2 separate regions of the Zea mays genome follow, and region 1 is linked to region 2. The links are chromatin contacts, called in public Hi-C maps. All regions are on one chromosome and are shown on one strand. The core of a region is the stretch at or near the end of the contact, and the rest is flanking DNA. Distances in the headings are between cores, read along the strand shown.

Region 1 (4,604 bases), core at 1,266-3,765, 170 kb after region 2:
GAAGAAGGAAGATGAGCTGAAGACTAGCTTCATAACCCCCAGTGGCACATATTGTTATCTTTGGATGACTGAGGGGCTTAAAAATGCTGGAGGAAGCTTCAGTAGAATGACAGCCAGAGTCCTTCATTCTCAAATAGGCAGGAATGTACTGACCTATGTTGATGATATCATAGTGAAAAGTACGAAGCAGGAAAATCACATTGCTGATTTGCAAGAGACATTTGCCAATTTCAGGCAAGCCGTAGATGTGCTCATTGGGGAGGTACTCTGTCGGTGAGGCCATGGGCCCTCAATAGAGCTCCAGCATCCAGTGCGGGGAGTCCGCCACGAAGGGGACCCACCATTCACCGTCCTAGAATACGATCGGCCGTCGACGATGGCCGTGTATGGCCCGCGACACTGAGGGTCGAAGGAGACGCTCTGGGCCGCTGCGCCTCGCCACGGAACTGTACCTCGGCCTCGCGAAGCCTCTCCCTCTCGTCCGCGTGCGGTGGCAACTAGGCGGGATCAGGGAGGACGACGAAGTGCGCCTCGAACCCCAGAACTGTGTCGTGCACGAGGAGCGAGTTGGGGCAGAGACGAGGGGACCACGCGTCGGCAGCGCAGGGCGTGGAGAAGGCAACAATGCAGTGCGCGGGGTCGATGTGGAGCTTGGCGAGGTGTCGCGGCGCGGTTGGCGGAGTGAAGAAGAAGGGCTCCAGGCCATGGCCATGGCAATTTGGGTTCTTGGATGGTGGTGCGGGGCAGAGGGGCGCTTTGGGATGTGGCGGAGCAGGGAAGGAGGTGGCAGAGTGCCTATAGACAGAGCAGGGGGAGAGAGGGCGGCTCGCGCGGACGCCGGCCCCTATACTTATCCAGGAGAGATTGTGTAGGGCTTGGATGCAATGGGACGCGGATGTCGAATGGTTGTTCCGGAGGCCAATGGGTGCGCACGGATGGCGGGGGAGATGACACAGACAGACAGACGGTGCAGATTAATCAGAGGCAGAACCAGGGACCAGCCTACCTCTTATTGTCTCAATAAGTACTCCTCCATTCAAAAATAATATATGACACTGTTGACTTTTTTAAAAAACTTTGACTACTCGTCTTATTAAAAAAATGAGTTATCATTTATTTTTTTGTGATTTGTTTTATCACTTAAGGTATTTTGTGCTTGACTTAAAATTTTATATTTTTGAATAAATATTTTGAATAAGACGAGTGGTCAAACTTTTCGAAAAAATAAACGGTGGCATATATTTATGAACGGGGTAGTAGCAGATATTTATGTTGAAATTGCCACGTCCCTCTACCCGTGCTGTCAGAGACGGTTTTGCAAGACCACGAACACGGGACAACGAGCAAACAGAATGCTGTGCCATACCATACCATGAGGCTATTTGGTTCAGCTTTTTTCTGACCAGCTTTCTAAGAATCTGATTGTAGAAAAAATCTAAGTATCGTGGGGATTACATGCGAAGGAAGATGAAGTGGTCCAAAAGGTTCGAGATCTAGAAAGCGACAAATTACTATTATCGTGGCAACTCGACCGATTCTGTATTTATATTGACTTTAAACGGTTTTTATCAAAGCGATTTTTATACAAACGGGCTGAAAAACTAGAGTATTCGATGGTCCGCTGCAATTTTTGGTGGCTAGAAGATAAAAAAAAAGTCCAAACAAACGTTGCCGATCACGTCATGCGACGAAGCTTCTCACGTTAACGTGGGAGGACGATGTGAGGTGACTGTGCCTCTACCTCTGCCTGCTCGTCATAATATTCCCCATCATTTCATTGTTACGAATACTGCTCTATAATTGATCATTTTATTATTTAATTCAAGTGGTATTACGTCACGTGCGCGCGTACTACTAGATCCTCGCTCCATGCCAAAAATTTATTATTAGTATAAAATGAATGCCTTTAAATAGCTTTTATTTATTTTTAATTTTTTTTTGGAATTTTTGTATTATGATTTGATAAATTTAATTAAGTTTAAGAAACACTGACCTATATTCATTTTAGTACGAGGTTAGAGACTGTTTGGTTTTCATCTTCTAAACTTTAGTGGCTAAGTTTAGTCACTAAAATACATAATACGACAATTAAAATAGATTTTTTAAACTAAAATTTAGTTACTAAAGTTTAAAAAGGTAACTAAAGAAAAGACCATCTCAGAGTATCTCTAATAAACTAGTTAAATGACTCGTTAAGCTAAATTTTAGATATTCAACAGCAAAACAACTCTCTAAAAGACTAGCTATCTGACTTGTAAAGCTATCCGACTATCTAAATTAGCTCCCTTACCATTTAAACTTGGTTACCTACCTGACTAGCCAAATTATATAGATAGTCTGTTGGATTGAGATGCTGTATATAAAGTGTAATCTTTATGAAAAAGCAAATAAAAAGTAAAATAGAGAGTAAAAATGAAGAGTCAAGATGCTCTTGTATACCCATTGCCGTGATCACCGAACCCGAGTTACCGCCCTCACCAGTTGCCCTTCTCGTCTCTAGCCTTCGAAATTCAGTGCCGTGTGAGTGCGGCTCCTCCGCGGCTCCGCCCCAGGCCCCAGCAGCATCTTCTCGTCTCTCTGTCTCTGGCCTTCCAAATTCAATGCCGTGCGGGTGCGGCTCCCCATCTCCAGCAGCTCGCCGCCATTTGTCCCTCTCCCCGCACAGGAACCGACGCGAGACCAGTGACGCACGCACCCCAATCCCAACTTCAACCAAGGCGAGTCGTAGTACAAACAAGTAGTAGTCATGACTACGACCAAGAACCATAAGCAGCAGCAGCAGCAGCAGCATGTGTTGCCCATGGCGGCGGCTGGCATGGCCGCCCCGCCCTGCACCGTCAAGACCAAGCTCCTGCTCTGCGCCGCCTTCGGCTTCGCGCTCGGCGTCGTCGCCACCGCGTGCCTCATGACCTCTTCCTCCTACGCGCCGTCGTCCGTCGCCGCCGCGCTCCGACTCCGGGGAGGAGGAGCCCTCGGCCTCTTCTTACCGCCATCCTCCGCCACCAGGGACGCCGATCAGGACCGGCGACCACCGCCAGCGCGTCCGCAGCCCAAACAAGGCGCGGTCTCCGTGCCGGCAGCGATCCCCCGGTCTCGGTCGAGCCCGCCGGGCGCGGGCGCGGGCACGGGCATTACTAGCGCTGCTGCCCCGCCGCCACCTGGTGTTGGCGTTGGCGAGGGACCAGCGGCGCCTTGGCCTGCTAGTGCCGCCTCTCGCGGCAATGCTAGCACCATCAGTGACGACGGCGACGGCGACGGCGACGAGGAGTTGATGGCCCGGGCGGCGTCGGCGCCGAGGGAGGTGCCGGCCGGTACGACCCCGAGGGTGGCGTTCCTGTTCCTCACGCGCTGGGACCTGCCCATGGAGCCGCTGTGGGACATGTTCTTTCGCGGCCACCGCAGCCTCTACAACGTCTACGTGCACTCCGACCCGGCCTTCAACGGCTCCGAGCCGCCGGAGACCTCCGCCTTCTACCGCCGGAGAATCCCCAGCAAGGTGCGTCCGCGCGAGCCCGTTATTATTACTAGTATTATTCAATGCTTAATTTGCAGACCAAATATCCCTGGCTCACGATCTTTTTTTCGATACTACTAGCAAATACTTGGTATTAATTAATTTGGAATTATATTACCATGTCATCATCATCTCAAGCATTCATATATCCGTCTTGCACATTACTCATACCGTCCGTAAATATAGCATGGTTTAATTATTTATTTGCAAATGACGATGAATGCTTAAAGCTAGCGATGGCCGATGGAATTCTTTGAGCATTTTAATTGTTGTTAGAATAGAGTAATACTCTAGACGGTGCAATCCGGAATCCAGATCCATACGGAAAGTGGTAGTCCTAACTGGATTATGTGTACGCGTTTAGAAATTGACACATGACGGCAAATCCTAGCCTCGTCCTCCTGCCAATTGTGCCAAGACAGCTCCAGGCGCAAGGTGGAATTTTTTGTTTCCGCACGGGATTCCACAGGGGCGGGCGATGGGTTCGAAGCCCACATCGAGAACGATGCCTTTTCCTTTTGTCCGGGCTCGAGTCGAGACTGCATAATTTTCTCTCCTTGTATTGGTCCTCAACTATCTGTCTGAACCCCGAAGCAAACAAAAGTCGAAGCTTCCCTAGACCAATCCACCTTTGCTTGCGACGCGCCTGTGCCTTGTGCATGCACTTGGAAGCTTTTGCAGCTGCTTCGTGCTAGCGATTTGTTAACTTTCTTTTTTTTCCTTTAAAATTTTGTATTTTTATTGATGAGCTGCCTAAACTAAATTTGTTTTTTAGATCTAGGTTACATCTTTTGGTCTATGACGCCAAGACCCAACATAATATGTCTTGGCGTTATAGGCTATAGTGTTGACGGTGAAGGTTAGAATTGGTGTGGCTGTCAACATGACGTTGATATGGCTAGAGCTTGGTGTTATGGTCTGCCTCGGTATCATAAATTATGACACCGACCCTTTAATTTAGTTAAATCTACATATTTTTTGTGCCTTACTCACTTCAATTTAGTCAAATTTTCACTTGGCAAAAATCTGAATTTTTACTATGACCGGAAACTGTTAGAACTAGGATTGCAAATTTGTGACATACGACTAC
Region 2 (4,762 bases), core at 1,610-4,109:
ACCCCAATCTGAACGTAAAACAAAGATTAAGCCCTGCTAAAGAATCTTCAGATTATAAACAACTACTAGCCTATTCATTCTGCCTACCAAATATTTTTCCCTTGCAAACTATTTTACCATATGCTTCTAACTTTCATGGTCAATGCTAGGAAGAGAAGAGTATCAGGCAACAACAAATAGAAATGAATCCTCTAAATCCTCCACCGGTTGGAATCGATCAAGTGGTTGCCACCCAAATGATGCTAATACAACAAATGGCAAACATGGTTACCGAATTGCAAAATCAGATAAGACAAGAACGCGAGGAAATACGTCAGGACCGGTTAGAGATACGTCGAGAAATAAGGCAAGCACGGTTGGAAAGACAACAACAACAACACCCACTACCTCCAGCACCACCACCAGCTTCACCAAGCTACATAAACATAAATATATATATATATATATCTACTACTATTTGTAAGAACTAAATGTTACTTTAGTTAGTAGATGGTATGATACTATTTTAGGAGGAATAAGGTCTATTTGACCCTATGTGTTGCTAATAAATTATGCATCATGCTGAGAGTTTTGTTTGTGCATATGTTTTGAGATAACATGGTTATGCACCCTCTTACAAATCCCGAGGACGAGATTTCTGTTAAGGGGATAGGATTTGTAAGGCCCAAAATCTGTATAAAAAATTTATTAATAATAATAAAATAAATTTATTGGGAAATAAAATAGTAAATTTTGACATCTCAACTTATACTTGAGCAATGAATGTTGAGGACTGAATTTCTAAAACCAAGAAGTATTTTAGAACATAAGTAATAGAAAAGTTTTCTATTCAACTAAATAATTATGCATATCCTTAAATGATGCACCATAAGCATTTATTCACATGAATATTTAACGTTGAAGTAACTTTAAACTCATGCCCCGTAATCAAAATACCATTTTACTAAAAAGAAAGGAACCATATGAGTGTGTCTCATATTTCAAACATTTATCAAACACATAAATCAATTAAAATAAAAATATATCTATTGCCCCATAATTGATTGTGAGTATGTATTAGGTTTGAATTCTTAAACTATATCCTAGCATGAGAATTGGGATTTAACCCAAAGGTACAGTTTTAGAATTTGAGAAAAGAGAAGAAAATATTAAACAAATGGGATAAAATAAATATATAAATAAGAATATATTTCTTCCACTAATAATTGAATTTGATACATTTTGATCAATGGTGTGACTCATAACAAAATTAAAATTTAGATTCGAAAATCAAGAGAATGAAAATAGGAAAAGAAAGAAAAGGAAAAAAGAAATATTATAAATACAAAATAAATGTTGGGGCGAAGGCGAAGACGCCACCCTTCGCTCGATGCCTTCGCCAGCCTCGCTGCACCAACGAAGACAAGACGACTGGCAGACTTACCCTTCGTCCCACGCGTCGCTGGACGAAGGCCTATGACGAGGTCGTCCCATCCCGCAGTCTCGTCCAACATGGAGGCCCACGTGTGATCCGGCCCATTGTAACAGGCCCTGCGTGGCCGCTGCGCATTGCGGGCCTAATTTGTAAAGGTTTCCCTGTAATTACAGTTTGTAACCCTGCTTTATGGGAATATTCCGGGGATAACCTAGGCGCCTGAGGGCACATGCGTCCTTAACTCAGGACGCTGGGCACTCAGGTACCTATAAATACCCCCGCACAGTGCCCTTGAAAGGCTAGATTAACAGAGCTATTGCCATCTCGAATCAAAACCTTGTTTACGTTGCTTTCACTCCCCCGTTGGATCAACTTGCCCAGGAGAGCAAGTTCCAACAATAAATTCATAAATAAATCCCATGATGGTATGACCAAATTGAATAGTTAATATGAGTTTAAATTTGCATTTAAGTTTGAATTCTAAATTTGGATTCAAAATAATTAAGAATAAAGGAAAACAGAAAATAAAATGAAAAGAAAAAGGGGCAGCCTCGGTTTGGGCCGAATTCTTGCCCTCGGCCCATCAGCCATTCCACTCCCGCATGGCCCTGTTCTACGCACGCCCTGGACACTGTGGGGTGGGACCCGCGCGTGAGCTCCACACCGCCCTACCGCGCTCACTCACTGGCACTCGGGCCCCTACGCGCAGTCCTCACCCAATGCCGCTGACTAGCCGGCCCCACGATTCAGCCACCTCACGTGTGCTTGCTCCTCTCAGTCACTAATCCGTGGGCCCGGTTTGTCAGCTCCAGCTCCCCAACTGCTCGCCGAGTTCCGCGCACCCATCCATGGTGAATTCCGTGAATCTCGGCCGGCGCAAATCGCAACAACCGAGCTGATTTTTGTGGACCCCGTGCGCATATATATGTCCGCCGCTATCTTCCCCTTTCCCTCAGACCATAGCTCCATCGGCTCGCCGTCAACCACCAGAAAGTGAGACGAGAGAGCGGGGACCTTACGCCGCTGAGACATCCGCTCATCGTCGGGCACATTTGAGTCCGATTAGGGTACCCGGTGATTCGCCCAGCCTTACCAAGGGTGTGTGAACCGTGGGCGAGCAGAGAGACCGGCCGTAGTGGGCGAAATTTCTCGCCGTAGTTGAAGAACCGCCGCGGACCCGCAACACCTCGTGGACAGAAGGTTTCTCGCCGCGAACCGAGGTAAGATTGAGTACCATCCTGTTCGTTTTTCTCTCATTGTAGTATAGCGTGATTCCAACTAGGATCTAGCGCCCTACCGAGTGAGATGAGAAAACGCCGGCCATGGGCCGCCGCGACCTTGGGCGGCGCCGCTGCAGTTGGCCGGAGGGGGAGGAAACGTGACCCAGGTCGTTGATCGAATAATAGACGGTGTAGATTGGATCTGAGGCATCCATTTGTCGATGAACGGTGTAGATTGGATGATGGGGTGAGTAGATCTGGGTCGTCGATCCTGTAACGAGTGGATAGGGTTAGATCTTGGTCACCTAAAATCGTGATCGTCGATCTGTGATCGTGCGGCAGCCGTTGCGTACCGGTTTGCTGTTTGCGCGATTTAATCTGAGTCGTGCGTGCTTGATCCAGCGGCCCATAGTTGCTGATACCCCTTCGCCCTGGCAATCTTTTAAAAGAGCCCTCCGCTTTACTTGTATTCAACTCGCCGTCCTCCCTAGGGTTAGACTGAGTCTGGGAATTACTTATGATTCCGCCCCCGTGTTTCTACAAATTTAGTGCTCGGTCCTGTGACCATTTAAATTGGATAAATAAATGTGGAAATGAATTTTTAGTGTAAAAACAATTCCTAGAACTTGTTTAATTCACATAAAATTCATACTTAGTCCAAATGAGTCCATTCCGATTTCTATAATTTTATAAAATTGTTGTTTATCATTTAGTGCCACTACTTTGACATGAAAACTATATTAAAATCTATCTCTTACTTAATCTTGTATCGAATACGTAAAACCTTAGAAAATTCATAGCTTCCCCGTTTTAACTCCGATTTGACCCATTCGAGTTGTGTTAGTCTCGTATAAATATTTACTACTCATTAACAACATTCATTATACCATGTCTCATTCTTTTCTAATTAGATCTTTATTTAATTTATGTTGGTTAGACTTGTTAATCTGCTTAATAATCTACTAACATAAGATCTATGGTCAATTTTTGTCGGGGACCATAATTAGGGGTACCCTCAAGACTCCTAATCTCATCTGGTAACCCCCATCAGCACAAAGCTGCAAAGGCCTGATGGGTGCGATTAAGTCAAGGATCGGTCCACTCAAGGGATATGATCTCGCCTCGCCCAAGCCCAGCCTCGGACAAGGGCAGCCGACCCCGGAGGATTTACGTCTCGCCCGAGGACCCCCTCCAGCAACGGACACACCTTCGGCTCGCCCGAGGCCCAGTCTTCGCCAAGAAGCAACCTTGGCCAAGTCGCCACGCCGACCGACCGTATTGCAGGAGCATTTAATACAAAGGTGGCCTGACACCTTATCCTGACGCGCGCCCTCCAGTCGACAGAACCGAAGTGACCGCAATCACTTCGCCGCTCCACAGACCGGCCTGACAAGAGGACAGCGCCGCCTGCGCCGCTCCGACTGCTGTGCCACTCGACAGAGTGAGGCTGACAGCAGCCAAGTCCGGCCTCAGGCGCCATAGGAAACTCCGCACCGCCCGAAGGGCTCGGACTCGGGCTCAGCCCCGGAAGACGACGAACTCCGCTTCGCCCGACCCCAGGGCTCGGACTCGGGCTCAGCCCCGGAAGACGATGAACTCTGCATCGCCCGACCCCAGGGCTCGGACTCGGGCTCAGCCCCGGAAGACGACGAACTCCGCTTCGCCCGACCCTAGGGCTCGGACTCGGGCTCAGCCCCAGAAGACGACGAACTCTGCATCACCCGACCCCAGGGCTCAGACTCGGGCTCAGCCCCGGAAGACGACGAACTCCGCTTCGCCCGACCCCAGGGCTCGGACTCGGGCTCAGCCCCGGAAGATGACGAACTCCGCATCGCCCGACCCCAGGGCTCAGACTCAGCCCTGGCCTCAGCCGACGGTCTCCGCCTCGCCCGACCTAGGGGCTCGGACTCGACCTCGGCCTCGGAAAACAGACTCGACCTCGACCTCGGAGGAGCCTCCACCTCGCCCACCCTAGGGCTCGGACCGACCACGTCACAGGAGGCGCCATCATTACCCTACCCCAAGCTAACTCAGGCTACGGGGAACAAGACCGGCGTCCCATCTGGCTCGCCCCGGTAAAACAAGTAATGATGGCGCCCCGCGTGCTCCATGACGACGGCGGCTCTTA

Evidence for each region. Hi-C and Micro-C count contacts between places; a contact is called where the count stands out from the background.
Region 1: a contact with region 2 is called in a Hi-C map of leaf, with 4 times the contacts expected there. The contact joins the promoter of LOC103626979 here to the enhancer-like site in region 2. A contact is called at or near these places in 2 of 25 Hi-C or Micro-C datasets (endosperm and leaf).

The regions. Positions count from the first base shown.
Region 1 is chr5:144,021,927-144,026,530 of Zm-B73-REFERENCE-NAM-5.0, forward strand. It overlaps LOC103626979 (glycosyltransferase BC10), which reads left to right and starts at 2,516. Exons shown (of 2, transcript XM_008647338.3): 1 at 2,516-3,496. The coding sequence starts at 2,747.
Region 2 is chr5:143,853,977-143,858,738 of Zm-B73-REFERENCE-NAM-5.0, forward strand. No RefSeq gene overlaps it. Among protein-coding and RNA genes, the nearest start is that of LOC100274799, 46 kb to the right of the region's middle. Within about 2 kb of position 2,860, at least 17 of the 20 cell types and tissues checked have an H3K27ac peak or open chromatin away from gene starts, as enhancers often do. A contact at or near this core is called in leaf, where this site is marked.